7 separate regions of the Mus musculus genome follow, and all the other regions are linked to region 4. Evidence: chromatin contacts called from public Hi-C, HiCAR-type, Micro-C and promoter capture Hi-C data. All regions are on one chromosome and are shown on one strand. Each heading gives the region's core, a stretch centred on a gene start, on an enhancer-like site or on the middle of the called end of the contact. The rest is flanking DNA. Distances are from core to core; before and after follow the strand shown.

What was found. Promoter capture Hi-C pulls out the DNA fragments that hold promoters and counts their contacts. Hi-C and Micro-C count contacts between places; a contact is called where the count stands out from the background. HiCAR-type assays count read pairs that join an accessible place to other places. Capture Hi-C pulls out chosen DNA fragments and counts their contacts.
Region 1: a contact with region 4 is called in a Micro-C map of embryonic stem cells, with 5 times the contacts expected there. The contact joins the promoter of Spata5 here to the promoter of Exosc9 in region 4. A contact is called at or near these places in 7 of 39 promoter capture datasets (the C10 cell line, HPC-7-derived erythroid cells, embryonic stem cells and 4 more), 12 of 484 Hi-C or Micro-C datasets (the Ba/F3 cell line, CD4 T cells, CD8 T cells and 5 more), 13 of 115 datasets of contacts at active chromatin or transcription factors (the 230-238 cell line, astrocytes, effector CD8 T cells and 8 more) and 3 of 9 other capture datasets (adipose tissue, embryonic stem cells and liver).
Region 2: a contact with region 4 is called in a promoter capture Hi-C map of pre-B cells, with 4 times the contacts expected there. The contact joins the promoter of Mccc1 here to the promoter of Exosc9 in region 4. A contact is called at or near these places in 5 of 39 promoter capture datasets (3T3-L1-derived adipocytes, cranial neural crest, hippocampal neurons and 2 more), 8 of 484 Hi-C or Micro-C datasets (B cells, CD8 T cells, Th1 cells and 4 more), 4 of 115 datasets of contacts at active chromatin or transcription factors (bone marrow-derived macrophages, effector CD8 T cells, forebrain and 1 more) and 3 of 9 other capture datasets (adipose tissue, liver and pancreatic islet).
Region 3: a promoter capture Hi-C map of pancreatic islet shows a contact between it and region 4. The contact joins the promoter of Bbs12 here to the promoter of Exosc9 in region 4. A contact is called at or near these places in 2 of 39 promoter capture datasets (the C10 cell line and pre-B cells), 2 of 484 Hi-C or Micro-C datasets (CD4 T cells and rod photoreceptor) and 2 of 9 other capture datasets (liver and pancreatic islet).
Region 5: a Hi-C map of B cells shows a contact between it and region 4, with 11 read pairs. The contact joins the promoter of Atp11b here to the promoter of Exosc9 in region 4. A contact is called at or near these places in 4 of 39 promoter capture datasets (cranial neural crest, liver and pre-B cells), 4 of 484 Hi-C or Micro-C datasets (B cells, CD4 T cells, myocytes and 1 more), 3 of 115 datasets of contacts at active chromatin or transcription factors (effector CD8 T cells, large pre-B cells and pro-B cells) and 1 of 9 other capture datasets (liver).
Region 6: a promoter capture Hi-C map of erythroid cells shows a contact between it and region 4, with 6 times the contacts expected there. The contact joins the promoter of Dcun1d1 here to the promoter of Exosc9 in region 4. A contact is called at or near these places in 4 of 39 promoter capture datasets (the C10 cell line, erythroid cells, frontonasal cranial neural crest and 1 more), 2 of 115 datasets of contacts at active chromatin or transcription factors (bone marrow-derived macrophages and effector CD8 T cells) and 2 of 9 other capture datasets (adipose tissue and macrophages).
Region 7: a contact with region 4 is called in a HiCAR-type map of astrocytes, with 3 times the contacts expected there. The contact joins the enhancer-like site here to the promoter of Exosc9 in region 4. A contact is called at or near these places in 6 of 39 promoter capture datasets (3T3-L1-derived adipocytes, the C10 cell line, cranial neural crest and 3 more), 1 of 15 datasets of contacts at CTCF or cohesin (large pre-B cells), 4 of 484 Hi-C or Micro-C datasets (the HPC-7 cell line, cerebral cortex, nephron progenitors and 1 more) and 8 of 115 datasets of contacts at active chromatin or transcription factors (T-cell acute lymphoblastic leukemia, astrocytes, embryonic hindbrain and 5 more).

What each region holds. Positions count from the first base shown.
Region 1 is chr3:37,418,281-37,421,644 of GRCm38.p6, reverse strand. Spata5 (spermatogenesis associated 5) reads right to left here and starts at 1,695. Exons shown (of 16, transcript NM_001163511.2): 1 at 1,145-1,695. The coding sequence starts at 1,304. Nudt6 (nudix (nucleoside diphosphate linked moiety X)-type motif 6) reads left to right here and starts at 2,049. Exons shown (of 5, transcript NM_001291044.1): 1 at 2,049-2,303. The coding sequence starts at 2,075.
Region 2 is chr3:35,999,049-36,002,415 of GRCm38.p6, reverse strand. Mccc1 (methylcrotonoyl-Coenzyme A carboxylase 1 (alpha)) reads left to right here and starts at 1,738. Exons shown (of 19, transcript NM_023644.4): 1 at 1,738-1,935. The coding sequence starts at 1,859. Mccc1os (methylcrotonoyl-Coenzyme A carboxylase 1 (alpha), opposite strand) reads right to left here and starts at 2,503. Exons shown (of 3, transcript NR_029456.1): 1 at 1,705-2,503.
Region 3 is chr3:37,310,523-37,313,871 of GRCm38.p6, reverse strand. It overlaps Bbs12 (Bardet-Biedl syndrome 12 (human)), which reads right to left and starts at 1,318. Exons shown (of 2, transcript NM_001008502.2): 1 at 1,287-1,318. It overlaps Cetn4 (centrin 4), which reads left to right and starts at 1,426. Exons shown (of 5, transcript NM_145825.2): 1 at 1,426-1,515. The coding sequence starts at 1,513.
Region 4 is chr3:36,551,313-36,554,710 of GRCm38.p6, reverse strand. Exosc9 (exosome component 9) reads right to left here and starts at 2,105. Exons shown (of 12, transcript NM_019393.2): 1 at 1,960-2,105; 2 at 1,582-1,676; 3 at 786-905; 4 at 569-671; 5 at 1-73. The coding sequence starts at 2,025.
Region 5 is chr3:35,751,983-35,755,565 of GRCm38.p6, reverse strand. Atp11b (ATPase, class VI, type 11B) reads right to left here and starts at 1,503. Exons shown (of 30, transcript NM_029570.4): 1 at 1,156-1,503. The coding sequence starts at 1,182.
Region 6 is chr3:35,931,019-35,934,324 of GRCm38.p6, reverse strand. It overlaps Dcun1d1 (DCN1, defective in cullin neddylation 1, domain containing 1 (S. cerevisiae)), which reads left to right and starts at 1,359. Exons shown (of 7, transcript NM_001205361.1): 1 at 1,359-1,540. The coding sequence starts at 1,538. Gm15952 (a long non-coding RNA gene) reads right to left here and starts at 1,247. Exons shown (of 4, transcript XR_880768.3): 1 at 1,158-1,247.
Region 7 is chr3:37,202,350-37,205,491 of GRCm38.p6, reverse strand. No RefSeq gene overlaps it. Among named protein-coding and RNA genes, the nearest start is that of Gm36168, 20 kb to the left of the region's middle. Within about 2 kb of position 1,356, at least 204 of the 459 cell types and tissues checked have an H3K27ac peak or open chromatin away from gene starts, as enhancers often do. A contact at or near this core is called in the HPC-7 cell line, astrocytes, cerebral cortex and 3 more, where this site is marked.

The DNA of each region.
Region 1 (3,364 bases), core at 446-2,945, 870 kb before region 4:
TAACACTGGCAAAGGCTACAGAGTCAAAAGGCGAGTAATGAAAACCAGCCACTGGATTTGACAACACGGAGACTATCTGTGACCATTACAAAGCAGTGCCCAAGAGACCATGGCATGGAAATTGTGGTATGTGACTGACAAGCATGCAGAGAACACTCCATTTAGTGAGTAGACAATTAAAAGGTACAGAGAGAGGGGGGTGGCGGGAAGACACTGTGAAACCTTTCCAGTGGTGTAAGGCAGTAGAGAATTGACATGTGTAAATGACAGTGGGAAGGAACTACTTGAAAAGCTGTTGAATCTGCAGAACAGAACAAGCTGTATCCTGATTGCTAAGGCAGATTAAACACTGTGCTAATGCTAAGACAGTCTTGACAATCTTTCTGGACACACAAAAAAAACTATGTCCCTCGTCAGTCTGCTCCACTTTTCAGAACCACTACACATCATACAAGCTAAAAGGTTTACCAAGTAGCTCATTTTTCAGACGTGAAGTCTGTCCATTCACCAAGCCAACAAAACTCATCTCAGACAAACAGCTCCGGAATCAAAGAGACCTGTACTCCAACACGGACTCTGCCAGCCACTGGTGCCTGGGTACCTGATATGCGACTCCGTTAGCCTTTTCTGATCTGTGAGATGGGGACCTGACCTTTCCGTACTCATTTTGACCACAGTTTCTGTGAAAAACCAGAGGAGCGGCACACGTGACGGGATAACTTAGGACTAACACCAGGGTGCGACTAGTCAACAGCAGTAACTAAACGCTGCCGTTGTCCCTACAGCCAGAGCGCTGTTAGGCAGTACGCGTTCATCGTCACAAGTTAGCGTTTGAGCGCAGGCTAGGCTCACTAGGTAAGAACCGTTTTTGCCGGGCTGACTGGACAGTGAGTCTCCAAGGAGCCAAGGCCACCTCGAGGGTTGCTAGTCAAGGTCCCGTGGCGTACGCCATCGCCAGTGCTCCCGAAGTACGTATGAAAGAGGAAAAAGTAAAAAGGCAATCCTCAACTTTTTGCAAAGAGGGCCGGGCGGGCGCCTCGGGCCGGGCCGCCTGGCGGTCCGCGGGCTCCCGCGTCACGCCCACCTCCACACGCCGCGCTCCCCTCAGGCGCCTCAGCCCCGCGGCTGCCCGCGCTTTCCTCACCTTTCTCAAGGAAGTTGGTCACCACCAGCATCCCCGGCGCCGCCGGGCTCGGCTGGGCGAAAGGAGTCGAGGTCCCTGAGCGGGACGGAGCCGCAGAGAGCGAGGGCGAGGCGCCCTCCGCGCCCTCCTTCTGCCGCTTTCGGTTCTTCTTGGAAGACATGACCGCAGGCTGTCGGAGAAAAGCAGCCCCGAGCCGGCTCAACGTGCGCGGCACGGGGATCAAACTTCCGGGTCAGAGGTCAGCGGCGCGGCGCGCACGCCGTAATGCTCCGCGTAGAAGCGCCACCCACGAGGCGGAGGCGGAGAGCGAGGGTCTCGCAAGACACCGTTTCGGAAAGAAAGAAGGGCTAGGCGTAGGCACCGCCGTTGACGTTATGAACCCTTGAAAAGTGGACTTCGGCTGTTCCGCTGCTTTGCCTAGTCCCGAAGCGAATGTGGTTGGGCTTAAAGTAACAACAACAAAATCCGAAAGTTTCTCCTCTCTGTTCCAGACCCGTCGAGGACAGTCAGCTCCACTAAGCTCTACCAAATGGCAAGTCCAGCTCAAGCTTAGCGGGTGGAGACACGTTTCGAGAGTTTACGGTCGGCCCTCCTCCCAGCGAAAAGGGGCGGAGCGAGCTCCGGAAGAGGCCTGAGAGTGTTCGCCGCGAGATGGGGCGGGGCGATCGCCGGAAAGAGGTGAGGTTGCACGGGGTCACGAGAGTGGGGCGGGAAGGGGCGGGGCGTGCTCCCTGGAGGAGACAAGGCTACGTCAGGCGATGTGGGCGGGGCGGGAAGGGGCGGGGCGTGCGCCCAGGATGAGACCAGGCTACGTCTGGCGTGGTAGACCGGGCAGGGCTGGAAGGGGCGGGGCGTGCGACAGGGAAGAGATGCTACGTCAGGCGATGTGGGCGGGGCGGGAAGGGGAGAACGGAAAGGCTAGGTGCAGCCATGTGGTGGGTGAGGAGGACCCGCTACTGGTTCTCCACATTGCTTTACGCGGGCGGAGCCAGGCTCCGGCCGGGGCGGCGCACAGCCTCGGGCGGCCTGGAGACCCCGGGCTCCTGCGGGGCCGAGCTACAAGGCGAGCTGGACAGATTTGGGGGCGTCTCGGTGCACTTGTCGCGGCACCATACGTTGCACGGGCTGGATGCCGCCGCCTTCCGGAGGCTCTTGCAGGGCAAGTGCGGGTCTCGGGCCCCGGAAACCAGGGCGGAGCGTGTGGGCTCTGAGGTGAAAGCTGAAAGGACACCCAGCGGTCCTCTCGCTGTGACCTGGAAGTGCCCTCAGCCACGTCCCGGCCCGAACCCTGAATGCTTGCCCCTGAGACTGACACGGGATTCGCAGCGCCTAGCACGGTGTCGGCCACGCCTTTAACTCTTAGTAAACACTGACAGCCTCACTGTGTGCTACCTTGCAACCTTAGTTTTGCTGCTACTTGGATTCTGCCACATGCTTTGCCAAGCAAAACGGTTTCCTAACCGGGATGGGTGCCAGTGCTTGCATCTACCCACAGAGCTTTGCAGTTTTCAGTAGGAACACATCACTGGTACATCACTGGCTTTGAACGGTGAACCCAGTTATCTGAAAGGATGCTTGTGTGAAGGAGTCCCCCTCACTTTGGGATAAGTGTCTGATTTGTTAGAACAGCCTGTTTTTCAAACTGAAGGCATAGCATGGAAATTTAGCATGGAATGGAAAAGATCCTTTCACATAACCAGGAAACCACAAATGATCTTTATTCTGTGAGCAACAAACACGGCAAGTTAGCGACTCTAATGCTGTTTAATCTTCAAACAAGGCTATTTAACATCATCTCTCCTGCTTATAAGTGCTTAGACTTCAACACTTTCACCAGTAGGAGAATCGAATCAGTTCATCCTCTGATATGTGCACGTATATGGATGGGCACAGGCATTTGCCATACTTAGATAGTTTTTCCCAGTGGGAGATGATAATCTAAGCACCACTCCAGAAGTGTATTGGATCTTGAAACAAGTCCAAGGTTCGAGTTCAAGATTGTGTTACGAACTTTTCCAGGTATTCATTAATCAAATGACCACTAAAAAGACTTCTAATGCTAGCCAGCTCTGAATACTGGATAAGTGTGATCAAAGACACGCTGAATGAGACCCCTTTAATAAAACATTTCACTGTCATTATCAAGTATTAGACATTGTTTTAAGAATCTAACAACTAGGAATGTATCTCATCTCCATAACCTGGAAGTACATGCTCTGC
Region 2 (3,367 bases), core at 489-2,988, 550 kb after region 4:
CAGTATTTTCTTGTAAAATCCATTTCATTTCTGGTTTGTCAAAGTTGTACAAAATCAGCTTCTTGTTAATTTATTGTTTTCTCTATATTTGATTTCCCTACTTTTAAAAGTGAGTTCCAGGACAGCCAGGGACATATATATATATATATATATATATATATATATATATATATATACACACACACACACATATATATATATATATATACACACACACACATATATACACACACACACACACACACACACACACACACACACACATATATATATATAATCAAGACCAGTGTGGTGGTGCACACATTCAGTCCTAGCCCTTGGGAGGCAGAGGCAGGCTCTCAAACTCTGTGAGTTAGAAGTCAGCCTGGTCTACATAGTGAGTTCCAGGACAGTCAGGGCTACATAGAGAGACCGTGTCTCAAAAAGAAAAAAAAAAAAAGTCATGTGAGATTTTTTTCCTCTTTATTTCTTGCTTATTTGGAGGCCATGTTCACTTTTTTGCTGTTTTAAATATATATCTTACATTCATTTTAAGTACAAGATGAAAACAATTTCTCCCCACGCCCAGAAAACAGTGTGTGGTTTTTTTTTTTTTTTTTTTTTTTTAATATGGAACTCTTCACACCTGAAACAGCGTAAAAGTAAACAACTAAATGAAAACCTGAGGAAATATTAACCTCTATAACTAGAGTTCTTATAACTCTGTAGGAAAAAAAGATATCCAGCCACACAAACAAAGCCAGTGGCAAGTACTCCCAGGGACGTTTTGAAACTATGTGATGACTCTACCGATAAAAGTCTAAACTTACTCAATATAAGATATCCTTCCTGAAGGAAGGAATTCATTTCTGGTGAACTCCAGAGGGATGGGTTCTCTTTTGCTGGCCAATGGGCCAGATAAGTAGGAACCTTCTCGAAAATACACAAGCAAGCCAATTTGTATCCAGACTTTCTAAAAGTTCGAATCTTTCAAGAAAACATCTTAGATTTTAAAGACAGGTGCAGGACTACTAGCCCAGACTGGTCTCGAACTTGGTCTGCAGGTTAGGATGGGCTTGAACTCCTGATGTTCCTGCTTCCACTTGTGTCCCCTTATTTCTAATTATTTTCTTAGTTCCTGGATTTATTTGTCCTTTGGTGTTAGTTTTCTGATTTCACTAATTTATTCCTCTTTACATTTGTTTTCCTTCTGCATTTATGTTTGTTTTTCATATCTTATTTATTTTGGTTTTTGAGGGACAGCCTCAACGTATTGCTCAGGCTGGCCTGGGACTCACTGTCTAGTCAATCCTGTCACTTACTACAATCCTTCTGCTTCAGCTTCTGGGATTGCAAATATGCGCCACTACGTCCCATTTAGTTTTTGCACTTATAACCCTTCGATTGGCTGTTTCACTTACTGTGTTTTTCTCCCCCATATGAGCTCTGCCTCAGCTGTATCAAATACCTACACATAGCTTTTACTGTGTCTTTGTTTCCTGCCACGCAGTTTCCACTGCCCCTTTTTCCTGATGTTTAGTGAGAAAGCTTGCATTTTGCTTGAGTGGTGGTTTGAGGGGCTGTGCATTTTCCTCTCATGCTCTGTGCTAAAAAAAAAAAAAAAGAAAAAAAAAAAAACCTGGCCCCGCCCCTCCAGATGGAGCCCAGCCCCTCACAGTTCACTCCCCACCCCCCAGGCACATGGTCCAATCAGCCAATCGGTACCTTGAAACACCCAGTTTTGTGATTGGCTCTTGCGGAGACGCCTACTTGCTCTTCGGAGCTACGGTGGCGGATCGGGGACAAGAAGCTTGCGCAGGGAGGGACGCTTTCAAGAATAAGCCAAGCAGCTTTTGGAATCCAGCAGAACAGCGCGGAGATGGCGGCGGCGGCGTTGTTGGCTGCGGTGGACAGGAACCAGTTGCGACGGGTCCCGATCCTGCTGCTGCAGCCGAGGTGACTCAGGGGTACTGCCGGTCCGTGCGCGGCCCGGATGCGAGGCGCTGGGTCACGTGAGAGCAGCCCTTTAAGTGCCTGTGTGTAGTTTTGGTAGGCGCTGTCCCACTTCAGTCTTTGGCTCTTCCTACAGACTCTGCCACCTTGGCTGGTTTCTGATCTGGGCACCCCGCACGGTGCTGCAACCGAAGATGGCATACGTAGCTAGAGGCTTGCACCAGGACCCCTTTCCCAAAGTCGCTTTCAGCTTAGCTCCCTCATTTTGAGTGCAGTTCAGAGAAGGATTTCTAGAGACCTTTCCCATTGCTGGGAAGAGTCAAATTAATGAGGGGTGAGTTTTGTCGAACGCTCTTGTTCACAAGTTTGAACAAAGCTGGCAGATGACTACCCCGGATCCTTTTGGAAACGAAGCTCCACGCTTTGACAACAGTGAAAACCCCAAGTCATGTAGATAGATTACTTCACCATAATCATCACCTCCTCGCATTCTGAAAAACGTACTGGCCCAAGGGCAAGAACTGCCTGCAGAAGGTTGGGTTCCCAGCTTACCTGTGACCTTGGTCGAGTTACCTAATATCCGTGCTTCAGTTTCTTCTGCTTGGAGGTGATGATACTTGTATCTAGCAGAGGTAATATAAAGACGATACTAACCCCCTCGTATGTCCAAATCAACACGTGGATAAAAATTTAAACACATCATGGTCCATTCAACAAACAGTGGTCGATGCCCTGGATTTTCGGTGAATACTAAAATGTAGGTCTTCACCCTATATTTTAAATAAGAAAGATGGTGAAAGTTGTATTAGTGCTGTTTTTCTTCCTGTGAATTTCCTTAGGTTCCCAAGAATACCACAGAGTCATTCTCCTCTCAAGGCTTAGTTATAGCTGTCATCCTGCTAATAGTTTTTAAAATTAAAACTCTTACCAGCATGAGAATTTTACCTTTTCTTTTTTCTTTCTTTTTACCAGCCATGATTCCTCTAATACCTCAGAGAAAAGAATTTGATTAGTCAGACTCTACCCATGAGAATAGCGGCTGTCTTAATTGGTGAATTATCTCCTGGCAGGCAATTTACTCGTCATGTTTAAATGTTTTGAGATGTAGCAAAAAGAGCTTTGAAAAATGGGATAGAGAAATCAGAACATTGTCAAGATAAAGGATTGCACTTAAGGAGTGTGTCTGACTGCCTGACTCAGTCTTCACTAGCTGAGAGGAAAAAAAAAAAAAAAAACATTTTAGGCTATCAGTGGTCCCAGGTTGGATACATGACAAAGCTGTGATTTCTTAGGCAGGACTGGAAAAGCCTTAAACCCTAACTTACCTGGAGAGGTCAGAGGGGAAAACAATGCTCCAAGCTGAAAAATTCCTTTAAAAGACCAGGAAAGTTAAGTTTTCCTCCTTGAAGAGCAAGAATGTGGGGTGGGCTGAATT
Region 3 (3,349 bases), core at 69-2,568, 760 kb before region 4:
GAAATTGTCTTTTCATAAGATCACATCTCATTTGCTTTTCAGGGGTTACGTTTAAAAGCTCTGCGTTTTTTTGATAGGTATAACTAGGATTTTCATCTCCTCAGAACTAAGTCTGGTGTCCTCTCCAGTCTACTCCTAACACTATAATCTAACCACAACACTCCACTGCTTAGCAGCCTCTCAGAAAATAGTCTTTACTCCTGTTTAGCACAGGGAGTTCCTATAAAAGTGAGTCACATCCTTTCACTTCTGTACTGAGAATCTTACAAAGTCTCCCTAACTCACTCACATAAAGGCCTTGTCCCCACACAGCACGAAAACCCACACTTCTTCCTTTCTGACTCATCTGCTGTGCTCAGGCCTTCTCTGTGCTTTTAGACTATGCAAAGCATGCTCCCTGTCTCAGTATTTCTAAGTGTCCCTCTTTCTGGAATGTTCTTCTTCAAGGAACCTACTGCCTAAGCTATCTTTAACCTATCATAAACCATAACCTCTAACACTAGAACATCCAAATTCCTAAATCATGGTGATGTAAGATTTATTTAGGTTTAGCAGCCTTTTGATAGTCATCAGATCAAATGATATTCAGGAATGTCTAAAAGGCAGCTTCCACCCCCCTCTCCTCCCCCCCCCCACCCCGGTGTGTGTGTTTGTGTGTATGAGCGCGGGAATGCCTGCCTATCTGTCTGACTAATATTCGTTTCTGGGTTTCAGAAATCTATTTAAAATTAGTATTAATTATGACTCTGAAAACTGTCCAAGTGTAACTTTTCGGATGCGATACGTGCCTTGAAAAAAAACCAATAGATTATAGGTAAATGATTTAATACTTTACTTCACTCACAAAATATTATGACTTTACATCCTTTGAGTTCCCATTGGGAAAACTTAAGGCAGGAAAACTGGCTTCTACCATAAGGACAAACTTACCCCAGGAACCTAAGGAGATTTAAGGATTACAACCTGAGTGTCTGCGACGTGAGGCAGCGGCTTTGGGAATGCGCCACGTTTTACTCAGCACACTAGGAAAAGATTGCTTTGCACTGTTTTCAGCCCAGGAGAAGGCCCACGCCGTCCTCGGTCCCAGGCTGGCGTCCCGCCCCGCAAGGACGCCCCCACCCACCCACCTCTCGGGCTCCATGCCGCCGCGCGCCCTCGGGCGGCTCTGGGCCGGAAGGCCGCAGGGCTGTTGGCCCGGTGTGTAAAGAGTCTGGGGACACGCGTGACGGAGCACTCGCCCCCACCCTCCCTGGCTTCCTGCCCCTAGGGTCCACGACCCTCCTCACCACGCGCGGATCTGCACAGCGCCGGAACCCAGCCAGTCCCGCCTGCTTGAGCGCGGTCAGAGCTCTCTTGTCTTTCCATTGGGCGCAATGGTCGTCAATCACGGAAGCTGGTGGGCGGGCTTGCGCGCTGAGCGCTGCTATAGCAACCGCCTGTCGGGAGCAAACGCGGGCCGCGGAGGGGAGAGCGGCTGTTGCGCGGGCGCGGGCAGGGGCGCAGGGAGGGGATATGGTGAGTGCTGTGGGACCCTGGTGTTCTTCCCAGCTTACTGCCTTCCGTGTCAGGATCTTTAGTAGCTAAGCCAGGGAGAACAGAGATGGGTCTCCCTTTCCATTTATCCACCAACGCCTGCAGTCTATGAGGGTTGGCCCAGCGATAAAGAGATACGACCCTGGGGCACGGAGACCACTGCAGACAGACTTCAAGACAGGGAAGCGAGCATAGCAGAGGCCATCAACCTCGGGCCACCAACATCCTGCGGGCCATCAACTCAGCCGCTGAAGGAACAGGAACCACTGAGGGTCAGGGAGCCACCAACTCATCTGCTGACTGGAAGTGGGGTACCTAGCTAACCACTGATGATCAGGGGACCAGCAATTCTTTCACGGAGAGGAAGGGGCCCACTGACTCAATCCTGATGGCCAGGGGCTCATCAACTCAGGCCACTCAAAGCTAAAGGGTCACTGACTTCTTGCTGAAAAAAAAAAAAAAAAATGATGACTCAGGTGACTTCCCTAGGCTCTAGAAGACCACTCAGGCCACTCAAAGCTAAAGGGTCACTGACTTATTGCTGAAAAAAATGGTGACTCGGGTGACTGCCCTAGGCTCTAGAAGACCACTCAGGCTCATCAACTCAGGCCACTTAAAGGGTCACTGACTTCTTGCTGAAAAAAAAAATGGTGACTCAGGTGGCTGCCCTAGGCTCTAGAAGACCACTCATCAGAATCTGCAGCTCTAGAACCAAGAATCCGAAGTGACCACAGCCAATAGGCCACTTAGATCCTCAGCCACCTCCAGGGCTTCCCCACTCCACTTGCAGAGAGGAGAATCTACAGTGATTCTGTGACCTACTTTGGTGACATAAAGAAGCAAACAGCAGACAGATCCTTCATCTTCCACATGTTGGGTGTATCCGCATAATTGGTCAAACATTCTCATGCGTATCTGTGGAGCAGACGTTCACCATAACCAGGGTTTTTTACTTTTGTGTTTTTGTGGTGCAGGATGATTGTGTTCTAGTATGCATGCCCCTGTGCTGTTTGCTGCTTTGTGGGTTCTTTTCTCTTCCACTCTTTCCTACTCTTTAAACCCTCTAATGCTAGATAGGAGAGAGAGAAAAAGAGTAGAGGGGAAAGGAATGGCGTTATCATTAAACTACTTCCTACTGATTAGGGGTGTAGAGTTCTTTGGGACAAGTTTGATCTTTGCTGCCAGGATATCTAACTTCTTTGCACAGGACTACTTAACAAACCCAACCAACCAACCACCACCAACAACAACCCCACCTCTTGAGGCCTCAGCATGTGTATACCTTCTGAAAAGTTGCCAGAATTCCAAAAGTCACACATTCGAAGAAACTATCTGCAGCTGACAAAATCACACCCCTGCTAGAGCACGAGGCAAATCATAGTCAGCTGCTGTGGACAGTCTGAAGCAGCCCCATATCCCACACCTGGGATTAGAATGAAAACGTATTCCCACAACATTTCTGTGTTTTTCAAAGAAAATAAAATTCTCACTACATCAAGCAAGTACTGTGATACATGTATGAGAAGTGCACATTTCTTAAAATAATACTGTTCTCATAAGCTAACTGCACTCTGATATACCACACAGTTTTATGCTAGTTTACTTAGCTGCTTCTCCCTTCAAAAGCTCTAGTTTTAAGAGGGGGAAAATCTAAGAGAAAAAAAATGCCCACATTTTCTATCAAATTAATAATTGTGGTTAGGAATCTCGGGCAGGACTGAGAGTTCCAGGGCAGTCTGGGTGCCCTAGGGAGGCCCTGTTTCAAAAGATGGGGGAAAAGATGTTAATAACCTAAAGTATTAACAAGGGGGAAAAC
Region 4 (3,398 bases), core at 856-3,355:
CAGCAATGCTAGCAGCATCAATAATATTCCCATCATGATTTAATAAATGTAGGTCTACACGGATCTGCCAAACCTGAAAGTGAATTTAATATAAAAATAAATCCCAACTGAGCATGACCAATGGCCACTGGTAAAGAAATACTGCACTTTTTTTTTTTTTAACGTATACGGCTAATCCTTCCAGTTTATCCAGGAAAAATGCAGTTAACTTTAAAACAAAACACTTGAAATACTAATAGTTAACTTATCTATGGGATTCATTTGAAAGACTAAGAATATGTAACTGAATGGAAGCATTCTAACATTTGAAACTTATGTTTTTTAAAAAACACATTTATTTTCCATGTATGCACATTTGCTTGCATGTATGCATGTACCACACTCATGCCTGGTGTCCCCAAAACTGTGTTAAAGCTTCTGGAACTACAGTTACAGAGGTTGTGAACCGCCATGTGAGTGCTGGCAACCGAACCCAAACCTCTGCAAGGTCTCCAGGTTCCTACGTCTGTTTTAATTGTGTCTGAATCAACAGTATTCATTGTTAAGATATTTTGAACATATTTCTCACCTTTTCACCAGCGACAACACAGAGAGATTCAGTGTCTATACACTTTGAATTTCGTAGACACCTTTCTAAGAGTCGATTCAGCTTCACCAAGAGATCTGACTGCCTATGGAAAGAAGAACGAACTAATGTGATAAACTTCGACTGTGAGCAGGAAAACAATATCTCACTGAGGGTAAGTTCTTCCATGGCTAAAGTAACTTAACAAAGAGTGAGATACCTGCCAGGCTCAAAAGCTGGAGCAGCCATCTGAGAAAGCTCAAGGTTAAAAAAGAGGATACCTTCCGTTGCCCTATTGAGTTTCGGAGAAACAAGTTCACAGGAAACCTGTCCAAGGACTCTGCAAAAATAAAGGTGCAAAGCAGTCAACTAAACGTACTTTCTTTTCAATTAAAAAAAAAAAAAAAAGGGTGACGAAATCTAAAATAACAACAACAACAACAAAAACCTAAACAACACAATGTGACATAAGAGGCAGAAATTACATATAGAATGTGGTAAACTGGACCCAGCAACCTGCCTACACACACACAATAATGCACATACACAATAATAAAGGTTTTTTTTTTTAAGGGTAAGTAGATTTCACGCAGAAATAAAAAATATTGGTATACACAAAAGGATGACAGAAAGGAAATCTCTTATTTCTTACATCATTTGAGAATAAAAGGGAAACTGAGGCTTACTGATGACATGATCGATACACTCCTCACACTAGAAAATGAGACATGCAGATAACCTGTGTGATCAATGTTAGCTGTCTACATGATTTATAATGGTCATACGGAACTATGATACTCATATAACAGAAAGCACTAATGGTTGAAAGTTAAACTGCGCACAAAACTAAAAAAGGCTGGCATTAAAGAAACATATTTCTCATCAGAATAATGATAATAATAAGAATAAGAATAAGAATAGCACGTTTGGAATTCGGAGCTGCTCAGTAAACAACCGAGTCAGTATGTTGTGATTTTCACACCTCCTGTTGCATTATCTAACTTGAATCCTGTTACCTTGTTTTTCCCAGTTCCACAATACAGCATCCATAATCCGTTCCGAATGAGATCCTGATGTTCCTGTAATCATAGGTCTGTCTGCCGTCCAGGCGCTGTAAGCAAACACCATTTACTGCTTTAACATATTTATGAGTGGCAACTGTGTCTGTGTGGTCCTGGTTCCCAACGTCCCTGCCACTGAATACTGCTGGCTTAAGGTTCAAAGGAACTGGTCAGGGTCAAATACTGCCCTGAGGCTTGGGGAATGGGGAGAGTCCACACTGGGCAGCCCCCGAGTCCACACCACGACCACACAACAGGCCGAACTGACAATGTATCCACGGACAACCCGAGTCTACACCCAAAGCCACGGTGTTCACACCGCAGGCCTCGCACCTTCTTCTCCTCAATTGCGCGGAGCAGGAAGCGGCGCTCACAGTTGGAAAGCGGCGTCTCCTTCATAGTGGCGGGCCACGCAAAGGATGAACGGCACCGAGACAAGTCCGCACACCGGCTTCTTCCCGGCGCGGAAAACCGACGTCATCCAGGCGCAGGCTCGGGGGCGTGGTGTGGGCGTGGCTAGAGATCGGGGGCCGCTGGGGCCGGTACAGGCAGTGTAGCAAATCAACGAAGATTTCCCGGGTTGGTCCTGCCCGGCATCGCAGTGGAGATTAGCATCTGCAGTGCAGTCCTGTTCCTAGTTTTTTATTGAGACAGAATCTCACTCTGTCTCTGACTGAACTCAACAGAGACTTACTTATCCCTACAAGTCGTAACAGTTCTTGCTTTGGGGGTAGGAAACAAAGATTTCCCCAGCTCTTGGGTCTGGATGTCTACCATCTTCCAGGCTGACCTAAGTATTGGGATTCCCTGGCACTTCACCACAGAGACAGTCTACTGAGGATGCTGACTTTTGTCAGAGAAAGATGGAAGGGTGGTGCGAATCGGTGGAGAATCCTTGTAAGGGCTTGGGGCGGATGGGGAGGATGTAGCCGACTAAAGGTGGTTCACATGGGACCTGAGGACGGGAAAACAAGTGAAGTGTAACGTCACTGACTGGAACCTCGTTTACTGCTTATATCTCATTTTAAACCGACAGGCTTATTTTTACAGACAGACATGTGTCCTCCATCTGCTGGCCGGTGTCCTGATTCACCCACATCAAGAGCTGGTATTTGACAGCTTGCGCAACGAGTGAGGCAGCAGTAGGTGATCCTTTAGTGCCCAAATCTTCTGTTTCTCCTTTTTTATTATTGTTTTTTTATTTTAATTACAGAGTCTCACTGTGTATCACTGGAACTAACAGAGATCCACCTGACCCTGCAAAGTTGTAACAGCTCTTGCATGGGTTTAGGAAATAGGGATTTCCCCCAGCTCTTGGCTATGGCTAGCTAGCAGCTTCCAGGTTGACCTAGTTTTTGGGATTTGCAGCAACAATGAATGCTACAGCTCTTGGCCCAGGGTCTGAGACCTTGGCCCCAAAGATTTAACAACTCTGAAACGTTCCAGTTGTCAGGACTGTAGTTTCTGGTCTTGCTCTCTGTTCTCTCCAGCTGTCCCTTTTCTGTGCTGCCTTTCTTCCAGTCCCGGCTGCTTTTGAACTATTCAGCTGCTGCTTCCTCGGCTGTCCAGCTGCCCGGCCTTGCCATTGTCTCAGCGTGGCCGCCAGACTGCACAGCTGCGTATGCATCACCGCTCTCAGCTGCCCCAGCTGCTTTTCCCGTTGCCCCCTCAGTTCACAGAACAGAAAGAGAAAAGTTTCCTTGAATCAGATGCTTCAAATCCAGAGAAGACAGCACAGGGTAGTGCCTTCCAAGCATCTCACTAGGTGATCC
Region 5 (3,583 bases), core at 254-2,753, 800 kb after region 4:
AAAAAGTACCTCACACTGAGAGACTGTCTTAACATACTGGGAAAGGCTTGAAAAAACAGCCTTAAAAACTATTTTCTCACCCAAAACATCAGATAAAAAGGTGTTAAATCTTTTGTTTACTTGACGCCTGAGAAGTCAAAAGCAGATCAGATTTGTAATAATTAACTTCCTTACTGTACTGGCTTGCCACAAGAAAGCAAGTGTGGATTAAATGACATCATTAGCTTGGATTCCCAATAAAGCTGGAATACTTCAATTTGCAACAGTTAGCTAAAAATAAAGACCTACCATTTGTATGAGGGAGTGGCAGGCGGTTCTAGTTTTATTTATAAGATTTCTTTATTTAAGAATGATGCTTACTGTAAAATAAACAGGAGACTGACTGAAATACATACTTTTTAGTTTTCACCTGAAAAACTGTTCTACCACAAGAAAAAAGAATGAAGATTTTGGTCTCAAAACAGGACATTTCTGTTTCTCTAAGATTTATCACTGCCTTGAAACCTCGTAGAAAAAAAATACTGCAATTGGTACAATTTCAAAATTAAACAGCATATAGATTAGCATTCCTAGAACTGAAGTGATGTCTGCCTTAACTGTCATTGTCGCCTTGGCGTTGTTATTTTCTGGGCTGCAAGTGCCAAGGGACATGAGAGATTTTCGTCTGTGAATGATTTCTGAGAAAGGTGACGCTTTTTAGACACTTAAGTCACTCTAGGGTTTTCTTTTTCTTTTTCCAGGTAATACAGTAATGTTCAAAAGTTAAACCACTGGCTCCTAACCCGTGCGTTCTAACCGCCTTGAGGGGTGGGTGACACACAAGAGATGCACAGAGAAGTTGCACCGGTCTGCGGTGAAGACCTTTCCGGCGCGCCTTCCTCCTAGGCCCAGGGCGAGCTTCCGCCGGGAGGCCGAGGAGGACCCAGACCTCCTCCGGAGCCCGCACGAGCCTAGTTCGGAGTCCGGGGGAGCCGCCTGACCCGCGCCCCGCGCCGCTACCTCCGCCACCTCGGGGCCCGCGCGGCTCGCGACCCTCAGCGGCCGCAAGCTGCAGTGCATCCCCGCGCTGTGCGGAGCCCGGGCCGAGAGAGAGCCGCGCGCCCCCGCCGCGGCCTAGCCCTCGCCGCCCCGCCGCGCCACCCAGCCCTCACTTACCAGCTGCTGCCGGACCCAGCGCCACATGCCCCCGCCGTCGCCGACGCCGTCGTGGCCCGCCGGACGCGGGACCGAGCGGCAGCAGGTGGAAGAGGACTCCGAGTGTGACCGGAGCAGGCGAGCCCCTCGGGCTTAAGTTCTGCTCTCTGCTGTCCCCGCTTTTCTACCCGAGTCGGGTCCCCATCCCGCCACCCCGGCCCGGAGGTCCTACAGGCGCGGCCTGGCTGCCAACCGCGCCCGGCGCAGCACTACTCCCCGCTGAGCCGCCGCCACCTTCATCTCTGACCGTTGTCACCCGAAGCACCGCCGCCCCCACGGCGCCGCCCCGCCCTCGCCCGCCATGGGCCCGCCCCCACGGCGCCGCCCCGCCCTCGCCCTCCATGGTCCCGCCCCCAAGCCCTGTGCCCCTCCCTCACCTGCTCTGGACCCGCCCGCTTCTTTACCTCTCGGAGGCCCACCCTTCCGTGTTTCCGCGCGGGTTTGCCCGCCCCTTTCCGGGGCGGTTTGTCGCGAAAACGTGAGCGCTGTCAGGCTCGCCGGCTCTGTGGGCCTTTTTCGAGTTTTTGTATCTTGGCCGGCTAGGCTGTAGCAACTCCTCGAAGAGGAGTTGGCTCTGCCCTGTCACAGATCTTCCCCCTCCCCCACCAACCCCCCCCCCCATCCACCCCAACATTCGGATCCACACCAGCAAATGTATGTGACCAAAAGGTCTGTGCCCAGACCATTAAATTATCAAAGACTTACATTTGGAGAGGGAGATGATTATGATCAAACTAAATTGTACAAAATTCTTATAGACTTGGTAAAAAAAATTTTTTTAATTGTCAAAGGCATTTAATTGCTTCACACATAACTCAGCGAGTAACCAAAGTGGACTAATATTGGGGAAAGTTTGAGATTTCTCTGTGAGAGTCCAGCCTGCACCTCAATTTCTGGAGCTATTGCTGAGTTCCTATCCTGATGAATTAAGCTGGAAAGGCTAAGGGGAGAGACTTTCCTCGGAAAGCTAATTGCTAAGCATGCAATGAAAACTACCTCCAAAGTAGCGTGACCTCTCTAACAAGGGTGTGGATAACTTTTAAGAAGGCCCATACAAGCAACTGGAACAAGTTTATACTGTCTAAAAGCAGCCACCTGTTCGTCTTCGTCGTACTCTCTTTTTCCTGAATTAAAACACGTCACCATCAGACATTTGTAATTTGAAAAGTAACATTCTGCAAAAACCTAAATCTAAGCTACGGTGATTAGACAAATCTGTCTTTTGGTTTCAGTAGTCATGTCTTAGTTAATCCAGCATTGCAATTAGAGTCTTTCAGTTATCTATGGCCTATAAAATCTGCAATGGAGCCCTTTAATCCCTTTTTAATCCCTGCACTCGGGAGACACAGGCAGGCAGATTTCTGAGTTCGAGACCGGCCTGGTCTACAAAGTGAGTTCCAGGACAGCCAGGGCTATACAGTGAAACCCTGTCTCGGGGGGGGGGGGGGGGGACCTGCAATAATTTTTTTTTAATATTATAAATTACCCAAATTTAGGACAGATATTTAAAAAGAAAAAGGAACCTTCGTTTTGCTCTTATGCCCGACCCTTACTCTGTGACACCAGCATAAAGTTACTGGAATGCTTTTAGAGAAAACAAAATGTTACTTCCGTTCTAAGGCAGTGTCCCAGAACCCACTGCGTCAAGCTCTACCCGATACTCTAATTGGGTCTCTGAAGTACGTATTATCCCGATTGTGCAGATGGAGAAGCTCAAGTTAAATAATTCGGCAAAACTGTGATTTGGATTATGGATAATCGGACAGTAGAACCTGTGTTCTTAAGCTATATTCCTAAACAAACTTACTTCTCACATCTCGTTTCTCAGTGACTTGGTTACAAAGTAGGCCTGGAAATGTTTTATTTATATGCCACCAAAATTTGTCAAGAAAACCTGTAAAACAGCAACCTAGAGGATGCATTACATATCATTGAACTGGCTTCCAAATTTCTAAAGGTGGAAGTGGACAGGGGGTGGGGAATTAGGAAGGAGTTGATTCGAGGTGTTATGAGGCAATGTGGCAAAAAGCAGCTCAAATATGTGAAGACCATATGAAAGTCCAAACTGTCAGGAACAAAAATAGCAACAGGGCAGTGTTTTGCTCCAAACATTTTCTACCAGAACCATAGCATGGCCGAGCATTTTTATACTATAGTTGTAATTCTTTAGTGGTGGTAAAATCTTCTCCATGTATAATAATCAGGGTTTTTTTTTTAATTAAATTTATTTCTTGGAGGTAGGAGTATGTGCCATGTGGGTGTATAGAGGTCAGAGGGATCAATTCTCTGAAATCTTGATTTCAGTTGTATGTGTATGCTATTGGGAACAAACAAAAGAAACTTGCCCTAAGTACTGACATTTTGTTTTTAACCTCCATTTAACCATAGG
Region 6 (3,306 bases), core at 110-2,609, 620 kb after region 4:
AAGGGCAGGGGAAGAATTCGGGTTTACTCAGATGATGAACTCGGCGAGCTTAGACTAAGGGAGATGGGCAGTTCTGATATTTAGCTTATGTGATGAAAAAGCAGGGGAATGCAGGTTTAGGGATAAGATTTTGGCTTTGTAGAGCTTTGGGGGGGTCTGTGGGATGAGCAGAATTTGTGCTTAGGGCATGCCGCTGCCGAGCTTTAGATAAGATTTTGGACTCACTGGGATATGGGCAGGGTCTAGGAAAAAGGAATATATGAAGAGATTCAGGGATGGTTCTGGAAAGCCCACCACTGAAAAGCCAGAGTTAGCTAGCAAAGAAGAATGGTAAGTGAAGGGGAGACTATAAATAAATCAAGTCATGAAAAATTATGGGAATTCTAGGAGGACGTGTTCAAATTCAGGAGAGAAAGAGGTCAAGTGGAACTAAGAATCACCCCTTGGAGTTGGCACTTAGGAAAAAAAGAGCTTTAAGAAAACCTACAAGCTATTGTTGCAATAGTCTAATGAAGTGTAGCAAGAGACTGAGTCCTCTTCGTTAATATTTTAAGTTGCTAGGCTGAGTTCCTAGAGAATAACCACAAGTGTGATCTAGTTTCACCCTTGCTACTTGGTATTTTCTTAGGGCCTGGCGAGAAGATGCCACATCAGCGCACACACACGCACACGCGCGCGCGCGTACACACACACACTCGCATTGATGGTGTAAAGAATGAATGGGTGACAACAGGTCTGCAGTGCCAAAGATCTGCCTCTGCAGGGCTCTGGGAGCCCCCACCACGTGGCTAGTTCTAAGCAGTAGCAGGAAGCTCCGAGGAGGAGTGACAACAGTTGTTTTAACAGAAACTTTAAGATTGTTAGCTTCTAGGGGTGATCTGGTGGTATTTGCCGGTGGTAAAGGGAGACCCACGTTTGGTGATGAAGATGCGGATGACATATATAAACCTGGGCAATCTTGGACAGCTTTTTCTATGTGCCGTACCTTTGTTTTATTTCCTCTCTCTGCAGGGAGTACTGTATTTCCTTCTCCTTGCAGCACACACTTGTCTTCTGGCCCACAGCTCAGCAGGCAGGCTAGGTCAAGCTTGGCCCGTCCACCAGGCATGACAGTGGCTCTAGGCGCAATAGTCTCCCGGATTCTTCCAAAAACTTACCTGGGAACTCTGACGTGGAGCTATTAGGAGCGCACGGAGGACAGGACGCGGCCGTGACGAGGGCGCCCTGAGTGGGGGCGCAGGCAGGGCCCCGGCGCTTCGTCCTCACTGTGCCCGCGGCCGCCCGCCGCGCGGGTCTCAGCGTGTGTCCGCAGCCCGGGCTGCCGGGTCGCCCGGCCGCTCGTGCCACGGATGCCGGCAGGCCAGGCCGCCCACCCCGGGGCCCGCGCCCTCCGCCTCCCGCGGCCCGGCCGCTCCGCGGGCCGCCGCACTGCGCATGAGCGGGAGCCCGGCGAGCCCGTGAGAGGCGCCGCCGCCGCCGCCGCCGTCCATTCGCTGCGGAGCCGGAGGAGGAGGGGAGAGGTCCGGAGGACACCAACATGGTGAGGAACCGCGGCGCCGTGCCGCCCGGCCCGGGCCCCCGGCCCCGCCGCGCTCCGCTACCGCTGCTCAGCCGGCGCCCAGCTCGGCCCGTCCCTCCCCGGCGCCGCCGCTACGCGAGGGCCCGGCAGCGGAGCGCGGCGGGGCCTAGTCGCCGGAGCGGGGCCGGGCGCGGAGGCGTTGGGGGACGGCCCGCGCCCCATTGTGCGGCCAGGCGGCGCCTGGGCAGCGGGCCTGGCGCTGCCTGGTCCCGGCCGGGCCCCTCGGTGCTGGCGGCCCTGGCGAGCCGGCGTCGGCCTTGCTGGTCCGCGCTGGCGCCAGGCGCCAGGCGCCCGGGAGTTGGGGCGGCTCGGCTGAGGCTCGGTCCCTGCGAGGGGACTGGGAGGCTCCGGGCTGCGGACGGAAGTGCAGCCGGGGGACCCGAGACCTGCTGCCTTCCGAGCGCCTGCTCTATGTGCTTGGGGTGGGAGGAGTAATTGCTTTATTATAGCAGTTAGGGACCATTTGTGATTCTTAAGAAACAGTTTGTCAAGTTGCTCCTCTCCTGGTTTTTGTTTGGGTGAGAAAAAGTCACGGAAGCTGGAAGACGCTGTGGTGAGCTGAGTCCTTTGTCATTAAGTACCTGGCGCTGCTGGTCACTGCTTTTCAGTTTGGAAGTATACAGTCACACCTTGTTGAAGTTCCCGGCTGGCTGCTGGGAGAAGAGTAAAAGTGATGAGGTCCTTCGCTCCGGAGAGCTGAAAGGCTTCTTTGGGGAGGGTGTATGCCCAGTCTTGAGTCGTGGGGGGTTGATTTTCGCTCAGTGACACTTATATGGCCCCAGCCTTGGTGTCATGTGTTGATTATGTGTTTAGGTCCCAACAGAGTCAAGATTTCTCTTCTGTGCTTACGTTCGTAAAACTTTATATTTGTAAGGAAGTTCCGGTTAGTGTTTGGATTGAGAGTACAGTAAAAGTTCAGAGACCCAAGAGAGAGTTTGCAGGTTCTCCTTTAATTATTTGAACAGGCCTTGGATATTACTCCTGAACCCCCAAGAGTTTCCACTCTCTTACTGGGGTGCTTTCAGCAGGCTAAAATAATAGAGTGCGCGTCTCTGATGGACATTCATCACGAGTATGTATGCAGTTTCCCACAGTCCACATCAGACACCTGCCCTCGAACCCAGTGCCTGCCAGTGCTCATTAGGAATATAGGATTCATGCCGTTTCAGTGAGAGCTAGGGTTAGGACTTGTAGCCTTCTGTTCCTTTGGTTAATATTAAATCAGCTCATTTTGGAGCTTAGCCATACGTCATGCAATCGTACTGGTTGTGGTTCCTGGTTGTTAAGATGTCCTTAACTTAAGGCACTTTCTATGCCTTTACTCATTTTCTGTCACATGTACAGTCTAGGTATGATCTTGTTAGTTTAGAAAGTCAATATGGGTCCATAAGAATCTTATAGTAAAAATATTTCATTATAAATTTATAGTTGTTTTCCTAGACGTTATAAAATGGTTTGGTAAGACTGTTAGGAGTTTTGTTTTTGGTATGTGTACCACAACTAATTTCTACAACACAAATTATTGTCCGTTTTAGGAAAGACATAATAATAGATTATCTCACTTATTTTTATAAGGGGGAGGGAAAAAAACCCCACAAGCTACCTACCTCTCATACTCACACAGAGACCAAAAATAGCCCAGGGCTGGGATCAAACCTAGGCAGGGTTTCATGCTTGATAGGCAAGTGTATTTTAAGAAGTATTCAAAACATCTGAGTTTTTCCCCC
Region 7 (3,142 bases), core at 107-2,606, 650 kb before region 4:
CCAATTATAGCCTGACTTCCTCCCTCTCAGGAAGCATTTCATAAGCATCGAGGCATTCTGTCTGATAAAGTCGTTCTTTGCCCACATGAAAGGACTCTGCTCTCTGTGGAGAAATCTCAAGCCTGCTGAAGAGCAGTTGTCTGGGGCGACGACCACAGCTTGTGTGTTTGGTTGGGCTACGGGTCCAAGAGCTGCCTTTCTTCCTAACTCTGTCACTTCATAAATCACAACAGGACTCTTGGGTTTCCAGAGCAAAATGTGGGGTAGAGAGCCCTGGGGTTCTGCTGGGGACCCCAGAAACCACAGGCTGCTTACAGAGCAAAGCCCCAGTGTATCTGAGCACCCAGCGCTCCTTGGACCTCATCTCAGAACAGGAAAGTGTTGACTGAAAATGTGTCTGGGGAAGGGTCGATCCTGCTCACTGACACAATCTGGTCCGTACCAGGTATCTATCACCGCCTTCAAACAAGGATATATTTGTAGTATCTGATTTATTTTCAGGGTTGTAGTTTTAGTAAAATTTTATTAAGAAGTAATACGGCATCCAAAAGCTAGTTTGCACTCAATAGTTACCTTCCTAGTTCTGATGTCTTTCTAGATTTTGAAGAATATTAATGCATTTGCACAAAACATTATTTTTCACTCCTGAAACTGGATCACTGACACGTTGCAGTATTTGTGCCCTCCAGGAGAGGTCTCCCCTGACAGTGACAGGCACTTGCTCCCAGGGAGAACCCAGTACACATGAGATGCTTTCCAACTTTGTATTTATGAGTCCAGTTACTTCGATAAACTGTGCTTGGAATACTATGCCCAAATCAGACGTTCTCCTCTTGCTCTCAGTGACGCGAATAACACAATCCCCTGTGTTTGTAGATTTCTCTTAGCAGAGGAGGAAACTTGAAAGAAGTGTCCCAAAGTCCCCTCCCAGCTTCTACTCCTTCAGAAATATTTCTGGTCTTCTTTTGTTCTTTCAAATGTCCCTTTGGACGAGATGTTCACTGAAGCGTTATGTGCCTCACTGGAGACTGATGTACATCGCTAACAACGACAGAACCTCCTTTGGGAGCGTCCAGGACGACTGGGCAAGGTAAACCGTTCCAGGAAGGCGCTCCTTTCCTGCGGGCTCCTGAGGTCTGTGCCATGTATCTTTGGTTACGCTGCTCAGATCTGATGAGGAGAGAAAGGGTCAGGGTGGGGCAGCAGCAGCTGCCGCCTCTCACAGGGCCACAAAGCAAAGAACAGGAAGCTCTGGCAGGGCAGGGTTCCCCACAAGCTCCTTGAAGGCTGGCAGCTCCTCTTTGGAGCCCGACTTCCCTTCATCGCTGTCTCCTTTACTTCCTCTTTCTACCAAAACACTAACGACATTTTACCACAAGGGGGCAGTGCAGGGGAAGAAACCAATCATCTGACTTGGTGCGTCCTTAGGGAAATTATTCTGTCAGGAGCTTGATCTTTTCTGTCCTCCTTCCTCCCTCCTTACAGATAATTCTATATTCAAGCCAGAGTTTCCATGAAGAAGTCGTCAGTCCCACAGCTTACCTAACAGGGTCCTGCGACATGCGTTCTGAAATAGGCTTGCATTTGATTAAGATTGATTGATTTGATTTGCCTCTTTTGGATACAAGACATAAAGCAATTATGATTATGAGGTATTTTTTAGAATTATCTGTTTCAGGCACTATTGTAAGGATATGCAGAGTAAGGAGGCCTCTGAATGTAAAATCCATTCTCTGTATACATATATATCATTTGACCAAGTCCCCCAGTTAGTGGGAGTTAGACCCCCTAAGTTGGCACAGCTGGGTGTTTCCTGAGGACTTTAGCTATAGGATATGGAGGTGACATTATGATCTCTAAGTGGCTGGCTTATGACAGGGGCTAGACTTTCGCACTGGTTGTAAATGTCTTATTGTTCCAATTGTGCTGGCAAAGAGAATACGTTATGACCACAGCTCAGCCATAAAAGCAAACTGTCACTATTACTTAGACCTTAAGGAGCACTACGGGGGCTCCCTGGGAATTTATAGAAAATGGATAAAATCAGGTTTGCAAGGCTATTTTTAGATAAGAAGGCGCCAGGAGCAACTAAGGATCTGGCCTTTGTTCTACCGAAAGAAGCCTGGATAGACTGACCAAGGACCTCACCAGGGAGGAATCCCCAGAAAAGCAACAGGAAATATTTGAAAGACACAGCAGGGTTGCTTGGATGCCCTAGTAGAGCAGGGTTTCCCTAGTATCTAATCCGCCATCAAAGATTCACTAAAACTGAAAGGAAAGGAAGTGCTTAGAATAGCAGAGGAGTCAGGGAAGGCCAGGTCTGCACAGTTTGCAGAAGGGAGGGAGCGTGCTTCAGCAGGCACTGAGGTTAGTCCTACGCTTATGTGCAGGACCATCCATAAGAGTACATCTCAGCCTGAGGAAAGGACAACACTGAGTACAGAGCTCAATCATCGCCCCCCCCTAGCATTCTGTGAGGAAGTGGATTTTGAGTGTAGCTGGTGTGATTGACAGCCACCGGGCCGTGTCTGGGTCTGGATCCTTTACTATATCACCGGCTCTGGGGATAGGGTGTGCACCCAGAACAAAGTAAAGAAAAGCAGGATTTAGCTCTGCCTCTGAGTGTTGAGTATAATTTGTATTTTTCCTCCCTGCTCATATGGCTCTTGCTCTGGGGCTGTGTCCTGGGTCCCTTCAGCCCAGCTCTACTGTGAGTTCCCAAGGGAGCCTGATATCAGTAGAATGAAGCCATTAGGCAGATAGATTGAGTTTTGCCACCAAAAACTTGGGAATAAGGAGATCCATATATAGTTTAATGGCAGGTTAGTTAGCATTGTATCTAAACTCCATCCCCACAGTTACCTGGCAACAGCCAGTTAGGCCTGACCTACTATAGAAGGGGCTGCTTGCCCCCCTCCTCCCTCTCTTACTCTTGCTTACTGCTTGCTTCTCTCTTGCCATCTTGGGCTCTTCCCTTCCCCCTCTCTCCACATGCCCATGGCCATGGCCAGCTTCTACTTCTTTACTCTCTCCCTCTCTCTGCCTTTCTCTGCCTCTACTACCCTCTTAACTCCCCTTCCCATGCCCTGAATAAACTCTATTCTATACTATACTATTGTGTGGCTGGTCCCTCATGGGGAAG